Linked DNA regions of Sus scrofa: region 1 is linked to region 2. The links are chromatin contacts, called in public targeted proximity ligation maps. All regions are on one chromosome and are shown on one strand. The core of a region is the stretch at or near the end of the contact, and the rest is flanking DNA. Distances in the headings are between cores, read along the strand shown. Region 1 has its middle 22 kb from the start of SLC20A1. Region 2 has its middle 20 kb from the start of IL1B.

Evidence for each region.
Region 1: a targeted proximity ligation map of alveolar macrophages shows a contact between it and region 2. A contact is called at or near these places in 1 of 47 Hi-C or Micro-C datasets (embryonic fibroblasts) and 1 of 2 datasets of targeted methods (alveolar macrophages).

What each region holds. Positions count from the first base shown.
Region 1 is chr3:43,881,386-43,884,085 of Sscrofa11.1, forward strand. No RefSeq gene overlaps it. Among named protein-coding and RNA genes, the nearest start is that of SLC20A1, 22 kb to the left of the region's middle.
Region 2 is chr3:43,688,631-43,691,330 of Sscrofa11.1, forward strand. No RefSeq gene overlaps it. Among named protein-coding and RNA genes, the nearest start is that of IL1B, 20 kb to the left of the region's middle.

The DNA of each region.
Region 1 (2,700 bases), core at 141-2,640, 190 kb after region 2:
TTTTTGCACCAAGGCTGTGCCTACGCCAGACAGAAGTGATACGAGAGAATTCAAAACAGCATATTTTACAGCCTCCTGGGGCATTCTGTTTCCCCCCCGGGGCTGCACCCACATCATATGAAGTTTCCCAGGCTATGAGTCTAGTGGAGGGTATAGCTGTAGGCCCACAGCACAGCCACAGCAAAGCAGGATCTGAGCCACGTCTGTGACCTACCCACAGCTCACAGCAATGATGGATCCTTAACCCACTGAGAGATGTCAGGGATCGAACCCACAACCTCATGGTTCCTAGTCGGATTCGTTTTGGCTGTGCCACAACAGGAATTCCTCAAATGATATTCTTAAGACCATATTCTTTTGAGCGTGGATTCTCAGGGCCTGGTCATCTTTGTTCTTCTGCTTGGGAGGTGTTACATTGTCCAACCAACAAGGCAGTGGGGTTAGTTGGTGCTAATCCTCAAGGGATTAGTCATGGTGAGAAGCAGCTGAGCTCTTCACTGGACTGGCTCTATGCTAAATAGCCTCAGGCCCCAGAGGTGTCTCTAGGGCTGGTAATGGGGCCAGAGCCTCATTCCCACTACTTGAGAGTTCCTGCTGCTGAAGTGAAAGCTTTGTGCCATAATGAAGCATCCCCAGGGAGCCCATCATATCCTGCCCATTCTCCTGGAGAGGGCAGCAATGCCAGACTGCCCGAGTCAAAATATAAGATTGGATTTGTAAAATACTATGCTCCGTGGGTTTGCTTGCGAAGCCTGGACAAGTTCATGGGGCATCCTTGTGTCCCTCACTCGTGATGGGAAAACAGCCATTTATGCTTCTAATCCTTATTCCCTGGCGAGATCTGAGGAATCAAGGTTGAAAGGCTCTGGAGTTCCCATGTGGCTCAGTGGTTAATGAATCTGACTAGGAACCATGAGGTTTCGGGTTCGATCCCTGACCTTGCTCAGTGGGTTAAGGATCTGGCATAGCCGTGAGCTGTGGTGTAGGTCAAAGACATGGCTTGGATCCCACATTGCTGTGACTCTGGTGTAGGTGGGGGGCTACAGCTCTGATTAGACCCCTAACCTGGGAACCTGCATATGCTGTGAGAGCGGCTCTAGAAAAGGCAAAAAGACAAAAAAAAAAAAAAAATGGTTGAAAGGCTCTGGGGTCCTTCTCTGCAGGACCTCATTTCAAGGAGAGAGGAAAAAAAAAAAAAAAACCAAACCCTGGGTAAATAAAAGCGCCAGCCACAGGGAGGTGGCTGGAGGAAGTGGACGCCACAGCTGAAGGTTATTCATTGGAAAAAGCAGTGGGAGGAGAGGATTCTGTCTCGGAGTCAGGCTGTCCGAGAGTCAGCTCCAAGGCTGTGAGTCACCACGAGGAAAAGGAGTGCCCTGTATTCCAGAGGAGGCTGCTTTCTCCAAACAGGAGATTGGTGGCCAAGGAAGGAAATGAAGCAATCCAGGACGAATCAGCAGCCTCAGGGCAGGCTGAGCTGGAAGCCCAAGGCATCCACAATTATTGTAGCTTGATATTGACCCTGTGCCTCCAAGGTACAAACAACAGAAAGCAACCAGATTCTGCTGAGAAAGGGGGCTGGGCACTGCCTTGGGCAAATAGTTTCCCCTCTCCACACCTGTTTCTCACTGTAAAGTGAAGGGGAGACCTGGCAGCCAGCATCCCAACCCAGCCCAGGGCCATGTTTTATTTTACTCACAATTAGAAAAACGATTGAGGAGTTCTCATCTTGGCTCAGCAGGTTAAGAACTCGACAAGTATCCATGAAGATAAGGGTTCAATCCCTGACCTTGCTCAGTGGGTTAAGGATCTGGCATTGCCATGAGCTGTGGTGTAGGTACCAGACACAGCTCGGATCCCTCATTGCTGGCAGTGGTAGTTCCGATTTGACCCCTAGCCTGGGAACTTCCATATGTCACAGGTGCAGCTATAAAAAGAAAAAAGTAAAAAGAAAAACAACTGAACATAGGTGGTTTTGCCCAAGGCAAGGCTCTCCAGCTCACCCATCACGCACTGTCATTCCCTATAACCTCGCCCTAAGTCAGCTTCACAAACAGGCTCCCTGCCTACCTCTGGAGTTATTTGAAAGGGCAACTCCCGGACAAACAGCTCCCGAGTCCCTTCTAGCTCAGGGGCTTTAGGATTCAATGCCTCAGAAAACAGACTTTTTGTGTTTTTTTTTTTTTTTTTGTCTTTTTGCCTTTTCTAGGGCCGCTCCCTGAGGCAGATGGAGGTTCCCAGGCTAGGGGTCGAATCAGAGCCGCAGCCACCGGCCTACACCAGAGCCACAGTTGACGCGGGATCCGAGCAGTGTCTGCAACCTACACCATAGCTCACAGCAATGCTGCATCCTTAACCCACTGAGCAAGGCCAGGGATCAAACCTACAACCTCATGGTTCCTACTCGGATTCGTTAACCACTGCGCCACAACGGGAACTCCCAGAAAACAGATTTTTGAGGAGGGAGCAGAAACGGGGCAAGCAGGCTGTCCTGGGATGAGGAGGAAGTGATCTGATCCTTTCGTCCCGTCTTCCTGGAGAGGGCGAGCATGGCAGTGCACCAAGACTGCGCCTACGCCAGACAGAAGCGATACGAGAGAATTCAAAACAGCATATTTTACAGCCTCCTGGGGCATTCTGTTTCCCCCCCGCGGCTGCTGACACCAGCACGTGGGCATCACTGGGCAGTAAGGGGGTTAG
Region 2 (2,700 bases), core at 156-2,655:
ATGGTTCCCTGTGCTCTATAGTAAGACTTTGTTGTTTATCCATCCAGTATATAATAGTTTGAGTCTGCTCATCCCAAAGTACCAATCCTTCCCTCCCCAATTCTCCACCCCCTTGGTCATCTCAAGTCTGTTCTCTATGTCTATGAGTCAGCTTCCGTTTTGTAGATAGGTTCATTTGTGTCATATTTTAGATTCCACATATAAGTGATAACATATGGTATTTGTCTTTCTCTGTCTGACTTACTTCTCTTAGTGTGATAATGTCTAGTTCCATCCATGTTGTTTTTATAAAAGGATTTTGGATACTAATTTAAACATAGAAGTAATGCTTATCCTCGCAGATCGAATGTGTGAAAGAGGAGAATAAACCAAGCAAAGATAACTTATTAGATTTTTTAAAAATAGTAACTGGATGAATCTATGTGCCATTTACTGAGGAAGACCAGGAGAGGAATGGATTTGAAGTGGGTGGTGAGCCAAGGGTTCTCATTTAAGCATGTTTCATTTGAGACACCTATTAGATATTCAAAGGAAGACATCAGAGTCAGATATACAAGTCTGAAGCTCAGAGAAAACACACAGGCTGGAGATCTAAACTTGGGAATGGACAGAAAACAGAAGATAAATGAAGCACAGGATGAAATTAGACCTCCTGAGAAGAAGGCAAACCCAGAGCTGAGTCTGGGACATGCCAACATTGAGAGGTAGGAGAGGAAAGACTAGCGCAGGTGATAGAAAAGGGCAGCTGTGGCAGAGGAAAAGTAATAGTGAAACCAGGAAAATTAGGTGTCACAGAAACCAAAGCAAGGAAGTATTTCAAAAACAAGGGAGTGGCCACCTGTGTCCAGGGCTGCTGAGGGATAGGGGCAGATGAGGACAGAGAAGTGGCTACTAGATGGAGATCAATGGTTGGCTTCAGCCTGAGAGTCTTAGTAGATTGACAGATATAGAAACCCTGCTGCAACAGGGGATTAGAAAGGATAAAAGTACAGGATGAAGAAAGGATATAAGTACAACCTCTGGGAAAGAACAAAGAAGTGGGGTGGTGGCTGGAACAAGACACGGGGTCAAGGGAGGATTTCTTCACAAGGGAGACACTTGAGGAGACACCTCGGAGAGAACTGGATGGTATCAGTGAGAGAAGGGTCCAGTGGGGGCTAAAAGCCAGAGTTCAAGATAAGGGTTGTCCCTAGAGACATCTCTCCCACTGCAATAGAAGCCAAGGCAGGTAGATTCAGTATTTCAGTGGGAAGATAAGAGAGTTCCCATCCAATTACCTTTGCTATTTCAATAAAGTGCAAGATGACTATCATCGATGTGATGTGGGAGTGGGTTAAGGTGAAGCCACTTCTCCCTCCTCTTCAGCCTTCTCCCCTTTACCCTACTCAATACAGTCATACTCAGTGCCCTGAACTTTTCCTTCCTCTTCGTGCCTGGTCCTCCTGATCTGCTCTGATTCACCAAGCTCTCTCCTCTGAGTAAGATGTCTATGTTTTTAAAACAAAGCATCGGAAAAGAACACATTAGTCCCTGCAAAATGCTTCTCTCTTACAGATGCATCTCAGCCTGGTAAGGGAATTTTGTCCCTCCAGAGATGGTAGAAAGGCCTTAACCTTGAATGCAATACCACAGCTATTCACACGGACAAATGACAAATGACATATGAGACTCTGGCACGTAACTCTCCAGGTTCCAATCCAGCTGCATTACTCACATTTAACCACAGACCCTCCATCCACAGAAAGTGAGCTTTGGGTTCTCTGCCCCAAAGAGGAGAGGGATGCCCCAGAACCATTTATAGTCCTAACCAACTCCCCAAGGTGGCAGGTAGGGATTCAAATACAGTCTGTAGAAGGTCTACACCCTGGACATCCAACTCTGTTTATTGCTATAATTTGAAGAAATGCAACCAAGATACCCACACTTCTTCCTTCCCCAATAATGAAATCAGGGATGCCGCATCTGCCCTCCCAGGGAAAGGTAAAACAGGCCTCCAAGCCAACTCTGGGTGGAGGCTCATGTCTGAAAAATGAATTCTTTTACCCACAGCTATTTTTTTTTTCCATCAATAGAAATACTTATGGACTGAGCTGGCAAATGAGAGCCTGAGAAACGTGCGGGGAAATTCTGCCCCTTGCTACTGCTACTGCTACAGCTATTGAGTAATCACTCTGAATGCATTTTGTCTCTCCCAGGACTCTGCCTCCGCTTCCTTGGGAATTCCCCCAGAGCAGGGTGTTTGCAATAGCCTTGATGTCTTGTTACTTATTTCTAAGGCTGGAAATGGAATATTTTGTGGAACTTCCTTTGCAAGAGGAAATGATGACCTTTAAACTTTCATCCAAAGAAAAGGAAGTAAAGGCTATAATAAGATCCCTTCAGTGGATACCATCCAGCAAGGCTAAGGATCTCTTGCCTACGGAGTCACCTCAGCAAAGTCCGTGAAAGACAGCTGGGCAATGGATCCACGGTTGTCCAGGACCTAAACCCAGCAGCCTTCCTCCTTCTACCCACCCTCCACTCTAAGACTAGTATGAAGACCCCTCTGGAGTTCCCTGGTGCCCTAGGGGTTAAGAATCCAGTGTTGTCACTACTGTGGCTCAGGTTACAGCTGTGGCACAGGTTCCATCCCTGGCCTAGTACTTCCACATGCTGTGTACATGACCAAAAAAAAAAAAAAAAAAAAAAAAAGATTCCTCT